2 separate regions of the Pan troglodytes genome follow, and region 2 is linked to region 1. The links are chromatin contacts, called in public Hi-C maps. All regions are on one chromosome and are shown on one strand. Each heading gives the region's core, a stretch centred on a gene start, on an enhancer-like site or on the middle of the called end of the contact. The rest is flanking DNA. Distances are from core to core; before and after follow the strand shown.

The links. Hi-C and Micro-C count contacts between places; a contact is called where the count stands out from the background.
Region 2: a Hi-C map of stem cell-derived neural progenitor cells shows a contact between it and region 1, with 2.5 times the contacts expected there. The contact joins the promoter of ZFP36L1 here to the enhancer-like site in region 1. A contact is called at or near these places in 1 of 7 Hi-C or Micro-C datasets (stem cell-derived neural progenitor cells) and 1 of 1 datasets of contacts at active chromatin or transcription factors (stem cell-derived excitatory neurons).

Annotation. Positions count from the first base shown.
Region 1 is chr15:66,611,917-66,617,482 of NHGRI_mPanTro3-v2.0_pri, reverse strand. The region is part of intron 10 of RAD51B (RAD51 paralog B); the gene reads right to left. Among named protein-coding and RNA genes, the nearest start is that of ZFP36L1, 160 kb to the left of the region's middle. Within about 2 kb of position 2,467, at least 9 of the 24 cell types and tissues checked have an H3K27ac peak or open chromatin away from gene starts, as enhancers often do. A contact at or near this core is called in stem cell-derived neural progenitor cells, where this site is marked.
Region 2 is chr15:66,773,858-66,779,628 of NHGRI_mPanTro3-v2.0_pri, reverse strand. It overlaps ZFP36L1 (ZFP36 ring finger protein like 1), which reads left to right and starts at 1,826. Exons shown (of 3, transcript XM_063793611.1): 1 at 1,826-2,119; 2 at 5,046-5,302. The coding sequence starts at 5,246.

The DNA.
Region 1 (5,566 bases), core at 1,218-3,717:
ACTGCTATCACTTAAAAAAAAAATGCTGTGTCCTATGTGTTTTCCTCCCTGGGAGGGGAAAGGCAAGGAGAGGTAGCAAGATGATGGCTAGATCTCCACTTAGACTCAGAGCAAAGTTGTAAATTGCTCTTCTTCTCAAAGGGTCTCTCTCTAGCAGCCAGTTCAACTACGCCCATCAGAGTTTGTCCTTGCCCTAGGTTCTTAGTGTGGTCTGTCTAGATCTGCCCTATCTAATACAATAGCCACTAGCCCAGGGGCAACTGAGCATTTGAAATGTGGCTAGTCAGAATCAATATATACTCTGGATATTGAAGACTAAGTACAAAGAAGTGAAGGTGAAATACCTCGCAAATAATTTTTATATTGGTAACAAGTTAAAATATTTTGGGGTTTAATAAAATGTAGTATATATTAGTTATATTAAATAACTATGATATAAATTAGATTTCAAATAAAATATATCCTTAAAATTAATTTCATCTGTTTATTTTTACAGATGTGTGGCTATCAGAAAATTTAAAATGACACGTGTAGCTTGCATTTGTGGCTTGCATTACATTTCTATTGAAAATCGCTGAGTTAGCATCATATCTCTGGTTTTTAAACATAGTTTAAAGCAGTTCCATTTGGCTCACTAGAAATTTTACACAGAGCACCCTCCACTATATAAAGCAGGTAAAAGTGGAGTTGCCCAGGTTGAAGGGGGTGGATATTTGCGGGAAAAGGAAGTTGGGGGTGCATGGCATGGGGCTGAGGAGCCCCATCCATTAGCAGGAGACTGTTAGGCTCATCTATTATTGGATCGGATCACCCATTCATTTGAAATTGAGGGGGGGATACTCAGAGGCCCCCATTCAATCACCCTAAGTGGAATCTGATCATTATCTTGGGATAAACATTCCAAATGGAAGGTGAGTGCTGGAAGATAAGGAAGATAAGGAAACCATATGGCCCTGTCACCGGAGGCTCCCAGAGTCTTATTTTTGAAAGGATTAATGCATCCAAAGGGGGATCATCATAGTTCCATTTCTTGAGGCAGGCCCCAGAGCCTCGTTTACGGATGTGAACTGTCCCAGTCAGAAAGGACTAGGATTCAGGATGCATTCCTCTACCCTCTACCTTTTCCTCCTCCCTCATACTCTGTCCATCTCCCTTCACACCAAAGCCCCCCAAGCTGGTGTAAATGAATCCCCAATCTCTAAACTGTACTCAGCATCCCAGGCCTACGGAGTTGGGGTCCTGGATCTCCTTCTCCCTTGACCTAGCACCATTTCCAGAGGCTCCACCTCCGTCTCACCCCCACCCCATTACTGGCTGACTAGTGGTGGCCGCCAAGGTGGTATACGGGGGAGAGGCATTTTCCAGGCAGGGGTGGGAGGGTTTCGGTGGCTCTGTAGGGACTGTGGAGCCAGTGGCAGGCTGAGAATCCCAGCCACTGGGGGAGGGCAGGTAATATGAGCCCTGGAGAAAGGGATCTGGGGCTAAGGGGAGTGGGAGGCAAAGGCGACGGGCTTTTGAGCACGTTCTCTCCTCCCCACATCACAAGGCACTTCATCCTTCATTCCTCTGGCATTGCCGTTCTTGCACAGCTCTTCTCTGACCCACAACTGGAGACTGTTGAAGGCATTCGGTTTAGGTACAAAAATGGATGCTCCAAGCAGAGGAGGTGACTTTGGGATGGTGTACTAGTAATCATTGATAACAGTAATAATACAAAGAATAACCAGTATGTATTGAGGGCTCATTCTGTGCCAGTGCTTACCTTGATTACCTTGTTGAATCCTCAGTAACTCTACGAGGTAGGTGCCATTTTACCCAGGAGGAAACTGAGGCTCAGAGAGGCTAAGTAACTCGCCCAAGTTTGCACAGTTAGGAAGAGCTGATGGCAGGAGTCCAACTCAAGAGGCTGTACCTTGGAGCCCAGATTCTTGATGCAGACAGGAGGCCAGAACTTGCTTATTCCTGTCAAACTTCAGCAGTCTTGGTCAGTGACAAGCAACTGGAAGACAGTTGCCAAACTCTCTCTGTGCACATTTTGGATGGGCCCAAGGTAACTTGGGCAGTTGCTTCTGGCTACCACCCAAGTGAGCCTGAGCTGTGGTCTCATACCTCACTTGCTGGAACAATCCAAGCCCACTGTTGTCCAAACAGCCCTGGCCAAAAAGAGGCCACTCCCTTACCTCTGTCCTCCAGGACGGTCACATCTTAGGGCGAGGTAGGAACAACAATGGGTGTGTGTGGGTGGGGGTAGCCCCACGAGCTCCAGCCCACAGGCTTCCCTGCTTCAGGATCGCCCTGGCTGGTGGCCTGGGTTTCGGGCTTTTCTGTGCTCTGAGCACATCTAAACATTTGGAGAAAAACAAGAAAGCGAACAATAGACTCTTGTGGGCTGGAGAACAGAGCTAACTTCCCCCAGGGACTAGAGCACTGTTCATAAACTGCCCCAGCTGCACTCTCACGGTCAGGATGTCACTGGAGCCTTGCTGAATTACAGCCTTGTCCTCTCCAGGGGCGGGCTGCGGACTCCTGTTATACATCGTGGGGGGAATGCGAATGCAGTGGGGGAGCCAGCCGTTTGGGGGAAGGCGTATTCTCCTGCTTGAATTTTAAGGAATCACATAAAAAATATGCATCCGAGCCTTGGCGTTGTAGCTCTGCCAAGTCATCCCCTGACAGACATGTCCCGATCACAGCTGTTTGCCTCACAGGAAAAGAATCAGGTTTCTGTCAAGTGGACTCTGGGCACAGCCCCAGAGAGTTTCATGGGGTCCCAAGGACCTGGAGAGTCTATGGAACTAACTTGTGTGGAGAGCAGTTTAGCCTGGAGGCAATGGCATTGGTGTCCTCAAAAAGAGGCCCAGGGCTGGGTGTGGTGGCTCATGCCTATAATCCCAGCACTTCAGCACTTTGGGAGGCCAAGACAGGAGGATCACTTGAGCCCATGTGTTCAAGACCAGCCTGGGCAAGATGGTGAGAACCCCTCTCTCCAAAAAAAAAAAAAAAAAAAAAGAAAAAGAAAAAGAAAAAGAAAAAAAAAAAGAAAAGAAAAAATTAGCTGGGCATGGTGGTGTGTGCTTACAGTACCAGCTACTCAGGAGGCTGGGGTGGGAGGATCACTTGAGCCTGGGTGGTCAAGGCTGCAGTGAGCTGTGATCGTACCACTGCACTCCAGCCTGGGCAACAGAGCAAGGCCCTGACTGTAAAACATAAAGACCCACTGGTCATTGCGCTGAGAAGGGTGGGCATGGTGGGCCAACGGTGGGTTTCTTGGAGCTGGCTCCCCTCAGGCTTTTTGGACAGTTGCTTCCCATCGTCACAGCCAAGGGCAGCAGGGGCATGGTGTGTTAGGTCAAGAATAAGTTGGTGAGTGGACGGGTGCAAAACAGAGCTCAGACACCCTCCTCATTCACAGCTGGCCTGGCGGGGCCAACCAGGCCCCATAAGGCTAAATCCCTCGATCCGGAGCTCCCGGCCTCCATCCCCAGGACCCTAGACAACTTGTGAGGGATGTCCCCGTCTGGATGGCATCCCTGGAAAAGGCTGCAGTGTTTCTAAAGAGGCTGTTCAGACATCACATCACAGTCCCAGACGGCCGAGCGGCTCCTGTGCTCACTTGGCCGCTCTCCCTGAGAAACACTTTGGATCAGAGAGTGCTTCTAGGTTGTTTTTGCCTGAAGAAGTGGTAAGAATTCAGCGAGCACCCCACAGCTGAAGGAAAAGTCAGTGGCTTTACTTACTGAAAGTAGCAGTAAAGAACCTCCCGGAGGATGTGAAGCTCCAGACACTAGATGGGCAAGAAGGCTCCAGATGAGGGGGCCTCGGAGGCAAAGAAAGCGGAATTTAGAAACAAATGGTTTGGCTTCTGGAGAAGAAAGAAAGAGTTTCTTGGTGTCTAAGAGGTTTAAAATGGCTGTGCTAGGTCATGCCTGGCGCATGATGCAAAGGCAAAGGTCAACAGTGTTTTGCTGAAGAGGTCTTCCTGAGAACGCAGCATTCCTTCCTGGCCTGCTTCACTTAGCAAACCCTCACTGAGGGCTCCTGGGATGCAGAGGATCGAAAGATGAACAAGAAATCTCACCTTCAAACTCTCCCAGGCCAGCCAGTGATGGTTATACAGTGTGGACAGAGCAAGAATATGAGGTGGATGGCCAGCACGCAGCGCACACACAGACACTGGAGCCTGGGTAGGCAGGAGCCTGAGCGGCGTCTTCAAGGGTGAGCCAGAGCTGGCCAGGCAGCCAAGGAGGTAGGACAGACACTCCCAGCAGAGGGAACAGACCGTGCAAAGGCTGCCAGTGACAGCATGGCCCCCAGGGAGAGCTGGGACAGTGGTAAAGGGACGAGTGCCCAAAGAGGAAAAGGTGCACCTTATACTCTTTGCTTTTAACTCCCTAAATTTTCTATATGCCGGGCACATGGGAGATTCAAAACCTTGTGGCATGAGGGCCTCTCTTGAGTCAAGTTCCATCCATTCTAGCACATTAACTAAAGGCCTGTCCCCGGCTTCCGAGCTGTAGTGACTCCCCAAGGGATCAATCTCCAGGCCACTCCCTCCTCCCATACCCTAATACTGTCCTGAAAACCCTCTGGTCCACCATGCCAGAGGCAAGCAGTACACTTGCATGTTATGAGGGACGGTTCTGTTCCCAGGAAGTGAAACAATATTATCACTGTATTTTCCTGATTTCTGGTCTCACAGTGTCTTCCCAACCCAGTCCTGGAAAACTGCTATTAAATCAATGCAGCTTTAGAATTGAGAGAATCCAGTATATCCCAACTACACCCGCCTTTTAGACACAGTCTTTGACCATATACGTCCAGAATTTCATATATGCTCCCTAATTGTATTCATTTTTTTTAAACAATTGGACACATAGTTGACAGGCTTAACTCCAGTGAGCATTTGATTGAGGCTACATAATCCCACTTTCAGCGTGCCTAATGATTTCCATCTTTGCCTCAATTATATGAGCTCTGTGAGACCTGCCCTTCTTATCATGAGAATCAGCACTTCATTTTTCCATTTCCACTTATTATTATAAAATAATAGGGCCAAAATGCCAGAAAATATTCAAATACTTGCACAAACACTGCTGAACAGTCCAAAGGTGACGCTGTTGAAATGGAGTTGTTGGCCAGCAGGCAGTATTACCATGTGATGGCTTTGAAATGTTCCTTCATCTGCCAGCCTGGGAGAGCTTGAAACCAGGGGTTGGTTCAAGGGGTTGGAATGGTGGTGGTGGTATGGGTCAATGTAGAACATACGAAAAAAAGGATGTGCCAGTAGAAGTTACCGGCCGAAGGTTGTCTGGAACGATCCCACCCTCTGAAGCTCAGGGGGGTATAAACCCTGGCACCTCCTGCCCAGATGGGCAGGCACTGCTATAGAATGAGGCTGCTGGTGAAGGTTTCTCTCCAAGCAGCTAGTATTGCATCACAAATGTGCTGAAGTAAACCTTCCAATGTCTCCAAGTCCGGAGGTGCATGGGGGGTGGGTAGGGACTGCCATGCTATTTTATAGCTGGGGAGATTCTGCATACTCATCAGGGAAGGAGGTCAAGTTCTA
Region 2 (5,771 bases), core at 577-3,076, 160 kb before region 1:
TATCAATAAAAAGGAATGAACTATTGATACATGCAACAACATGGTTAAATATCAAATGCATATACTGCGTGAAATCAAACATACAATATGATTCCATTTGTATGACATTCTGGGAAAGACAAAATTGCAATGATAGAGAACAGATCAGTGTCAGGGACTAGAGATGGAGAAAGTATGAATGCAAAGGGATAGTATGAGGGAGTTTTTGAGGGGTAATGGAACTGTTCTGTTACCTGATTATGGTGGTGGTTACATGAATCAATTCATAAGTTAAAATTCATAGAACTGTATGCCAAATAAAGATCAATTTTACTGTATGTTAAATTGAAAAGTAAAAAAAAAAGTTACAGGAATGAATGTATACTCACAAACTGAAATAACTACTCTGAAGGAAATGAACATTCCATGAGAGCCTAAGAGAGAGGAGGGACACTGTTTTGTGACAAAGGAAAGCATCAAGAATGTTTTCCCTGAGGAAGTGAGGCTTGAGTTGGGTTCTAAAAAATGATTTAGAATTTACTTGGGCTAAAGGAAGGCTGATTCACACAGAAGGATTTGCATGTGCAAAGGCCCCGGAGTAGGAGGAAGATGGCTCATTCTCATCTAAAAAGGACTAGAGCACAGGGAGTGCCCTGGAGGGTGGGAGAAGTGCATGGGGAGTGAGAAAAACCCCAGCTGGAATAAGAGAGTCAGATTACGCCAGACTGCTCTAGGTGGGGCCTAGGTTAGGGCGGGTGGAGAGGTGTGGGCTGTGGGCTGGCCTGATAACTTCACTGACAGTTGGAACATCTTGCAGAGACCCGAGCAATCAGACCCCCCAGGGCAATGCTAGACCTGGGATTGGATTCTCAGTAGTCCTAGCAGGAGGCGGCCTGCTCCCAAACCCAGAGATTCCAGACACCCTGCAGTGCCGCATTTACCGTAGACCCTAAAGTGCCCTCTCCTGAGGCCTCTGCCTTGTTCAGGAGAATATTGACAGCTCAGTAATATACACTAAGCTTTCTGAGGGGCTTGAGGGCTTTGAGAGATAAGATAGTCTGGCTTGTACAGACTACCACAGGGCCCCAGTGATGTAGTTGTTTTCAAAAATACTTGTGTCAATAATCAGGTATTTTTCAGATGGGCAACAGATCCCCATCACCCTACCCTGAACCACTTTACTCTCCCCCAGGCTCCAAGCCCAGGGCCTCTCCCCATTTCCAGGCCTCAGGGCCTGTCTTATCCAGGGCTGGGGGTGGAGGATAGAGAGTGACACAGATCAAACTTATAAGTTGTCAGTTGACCATTTAATGGAAGTCTACACTGAATAATCCTTTGCCAAGTGAATAGCCCCGGAATTTGTTTTGTGGTGTAATAAGGGTTTCCAAATGGCTTAGTTTACATACAACAGCATGACATATAGACGGTTGCAGCGAGACATGACTCTAGGCACTTTATGGGCCAAATGTAGGCAGTTATCATGATTCCTATTTCAGAGATGAAGAAATTGAGGCCTTGGTCAGTGACTTGAAAACTCACATAGCTAGAAAATGGCCAAGATTTGGATCCAGGATTGCCTAACTTCAATGTACTGGCTCACTGATTCTCGAACATTAGTATTTGGGTCGTGAGATGGAAATTTACCAAAAATGCAGATTCCCCGGCCCCATCTGGGCCGGGGAATCAGCATTCCAAGCTTTAAACAAGGGGACTCCAGGTGTCTCTCTCTCTCTCTTTCAACCTGAAGAATTTGGGGGATTTTGCAAATGACCTGAAGCCTGAGAGGAAGTGCAACACTGCAGGGCTCTCAGGAGGGGGTGCCCTGCTGACGCCTGTGACTAGGCCTAACCGTCTGGGGTTCTGCGGCCCAGTGCCGCACACTGTCATCTGCCTTGAGGTGCGCCTGGGGTCCAGATTGGCCGATGAATATGTACACCCGCAGCGCCTCCTTCACTCCGAAGACTCACTTTCCCCCTTGCACAAAACCGAACATCCCACCCCACCACCACCTCCAAGCTAAAATACCTGGGCCGCCCCTCCCCACGAAGGGACGCGCTCCAGGCGAATGGGGAGGGCCCGGAAGTCGGGCCTGGGACAGAGGAGCCGGCCCACCGCCTCCCGGTCGGAAGCGGCAGTGCAGGTGAGGCGGCGGCCAGCCTGGGGACTGCGCGGGTAAGGAGCGGGAGGGCGGAATGCACCGCGAAGTTGGCGGGGGACGGCCACGCACGCCTCGCCTCGGCCTTCCTGCACCGTAGGGGCTGGCCGCCCTCCCGCCACCCCTGGGCACCTGTCGACCACGTCTGGGCGAGGGCGGGTCGGCTCCCGCCCTCGGGCCCTCACCGCGGCGGGGACGCCGGGTCAGCGAAGGGTTAAGGGACTCGCTCCCTCCTCTCGGCTCCCTCACCCTTGGAAAGTCCCCGAAATGACGTTTCAACCCGACAATTTAAAAAAGAGTTTAATTATAGAGACAGGCTCTGGGAGCTGGAACAAACCCTCGGTCGGCGGGGCCGGTAAACAACTCGGGAGCGAGCGGGCTAGGCCAGTCGCAGCCTTGCGGAGCCCGCGCCCCCGGGGAGAGGGGGAGGGGAGGGCCTCCGGGAGTTGGAAAAGCCGAGGAAATTCGAGGAATCAGCTTTCTTTGGAAAAATCCACTTTGTAGCCATTCTGGGGCGCCTGATGGTGCTCCTGGCCGGTCCCGCAGCCTTGGAGGGAAAGCGGCGCCGCCCGAAGCAGGGGCATAGCCGGTGCCCCGCGGGGACAGGCCCTGGGCCGGGAAGGGGGCCCCGCCCGCTCCCAGTCCCCTTCCCTTTTGCTTTTTTCCAGCCCCTCCTCCGGTCCCCCCAGCTGAGCTTTGCGAACCCTCGGGAGTTAAAGACCAGCCGGCCCCCTTTTTGGGGGGGTGGGGGGTGGGGAAGCGGGAATGGGTGGAGGCCGGGGGAATAAAAAACCGAAATAGCTTCACATCACAACTCAGACTAACCTTGTGGTTTCAACGCGCACTCTGCTCTGTCCTGAAATCTGGAACTCATTACCTCATCACCAAGAAACTGCACGAAATCTCTCCCCCACAGCCCCAACACCCACTTGGGAAAGGAACGAGCAAACATCCCTCAAAGAAACCTACACTTGAATGATTTAAATTAAGGTGGATGGAAGTTATTTCCCTTTCTGGCGCTTGCCAGATTTCAAGAAAAGCTGAAAAATGGGAGCGGGGGAGGGAAGCAACAGACGGCTGGAGGGCAGCAGCAGAACAAGCGAGGGGCAGCAGCCGGGTTAAAGTGGGGGCCATCCATTTCGGGCAGAGGAGACAAATGAAAGCCGACCCCGCTGGGATCACGTAGGTTCGTGGCTGCAGCAAAAGTTGGGTTTCACAAAGTTGAAAAACAGCCGGTTTCTCAAACAATTGTGATTTGGAAGGTTTCGCTGGGTTTGCCCAGATGTTTACGAATAAATAAGAAATGCAGTTTTAAAAAAGTGTGTTGGGGGTGGTGAGAATGCGCTCTCTTCGGCCCGCCCCGTCCTTTCCAAAGAAACGTGCTCATAATGGGGTGACCTAATTACATCGCAATGGAACTCAATCCTAGCCACTCCGCAGCACCGGGTTTCATAACAGACTCGGCGGCCTCGAGTGCTGGGAAGAAACGTGCGAGGGCCGAGGGGGGCGGCGGAGCCCGCGTGGAAATCGGAAAGAAGCGCAGCCCTGCGACTTCCGCCTGGGTCATCACGCCAGCAGTCGGGCCAAGGCGCAGGGGGCGGGTGGGGGACACGTTAACTTTTTATTTGGGTGGGCGGCATCCAAACCTAACAGTATATATTTTATCATTTTCAAGGGAGTCATGCTCCATTGCGGGCCCTTCGGTTTCGTGGCTCCCATGCCCCCCTCTCCACCTCCCGCCAAAACGGCGCAGCGTGACAAGCCATATGTTCCACTCCCGTGGGGGCGAGAGAGAAGCAACAATAAGTTAAAAGTGCTGCCTCCCTCCACCTCTTTACCTTCATTCTTACCAAAGTAACCTTTTTTCATTGTTCTACAGTCTTGAGGTGTGTGTGGGGAGGACGGAGGAGGGAGGGTTGTGGCGCCGCCCAGAATTCGGAGCGCGCGTGGAAAGTAGTGAGTTGCTCGGTGGGCTTTTTCTGGGAGGAAGGGGCATTCAGGAAGGATTAGGGTTTTCTTGACTAAAAAGTTTAAAGATTGGATGCGTGAAAAGAAACGCCACGCCTAGGCCTGGTAAAACAATCGTCCCGGGTTGTGGTCTTTTTTTGCGGCGCCCCCCACCCGCCCACACCCGGAGAGCGCCGGCTGCAAAGCGAGCGCGAGTGTAGACGCGTGCGGCGCACTAAATTGTGCCGCGCTCGCCCCCGCCAGACCATGTCCTCCTGGGGAAAAAGTTTCCCTAGTACCCCCAGCACCGCGCCCCCACCCTACGCCCCGCTGGAAAAAAAACAGCAACATAAAATCCTAGGCTTGAACATTCTGTGCGTCCCAAATTTCTAATGTCCTCGGCCTGCCCGGTTTGCCGAAGGGAGCCGAGTGTCGAAGAGAAGTCGGGAAAAGGTAAGTTGTGCAGACACTTGGGGAAGTTTCAAGGAGACCGCCAGCTCAAGATGGAAACCGCGGCCCGGGCGCTAAGGACGGGCTTCAGCTCCCGCTGGCAAAAAGAGAAAGTCGAGCCCGCCTTCCTGCCCAACAAAAAACAACAACACGACAACAAGAACCCCGGAGGGAGTGGAATGAGTGACGTCACAGCCGCGCTCTGAGGCTGACAAAGGAGGGGGCGCGCCCCTCCCGCTCTGCGCCCGCGCGGCCCCGGAGAGGGGGCGCCTGAAGCGCCGGGTAGGGAAGTCAGCCGACTCGAAACTTTTCCTCTTTAAGAAAAAAAAAAAAAGTTGTGCGCGGCTCACAGTGGGGTTTTTTTTTCCGCCTTGTTTTCTCGTCTCCCCTCCCCCTTCTTCCTTTTGAAAGTTTCTTCTCCTCCCCCTGCCCCCCCCTCCCCGCCTGACCGCATGGCTGATTCAACTCCAGTGTCAATCAACTTCTTTTTCCTCCTCTTCCTCATTTAAATAAGTTTAAAGCTCCTCCTCCCCCCGGCCCACCAAATCTGAAACTTTATAAATTGGGCTTTGCGCGCCCCAGCCCGGAGTCAGAAAGGCGAGGGGCGCCGGGAACTGGCGTGTGGGACTCCAGACAGGAGAGGCTGCGCCTTCCCCGCACCGGGACCTTCGCGACACACCAGATCCTCGCCCCTGGCTCGCGCGAGCGCACAGGATGACCACCACCCTCGTGTCTGCCACCATCTTCGACTTGAGCGAAGTTTTATGCAAGGTAAAGGGGGGCGGAGCATTTGCTTTTCAAAAAGTCTTTTTCTTTTGCCTTAAGAACCCCCAAAAGTTTGGGTCTTGGAAGGCAGTGGGGAAAGTGGTGCAGCGAGATGATTCTTTTCTCCTCCCGCATTTCTCCCAAGTTTGAAGGAATTTGGCCCCGTCCTTCCCACCCTTTGAGTTTCAACAGTTCCTGGCGGGGATTACATGTGAATCTGGAGGCCAGGGTTTTGAGGGGCGAAGTTTGCCTGGCAGGGCAGCCCGGGGGCTTCGGGGGGAGGGCTGGGATTGGGACAAGTTTTGGGCGATTCTGTTTTACGTAACGTGCTGCTGGATCCCAGGTTTGCTGGTCTGATCGGGTTCCCAGTCTGCGCCCTAGGTCTGTCCAGCGGCATTACCCACCCGTGGGGTTGGGAGTGGGAGGTCCCTCGGGGAAGTGAGTCTCGGGACAATGTTTTCCTCCACTCTTTGGG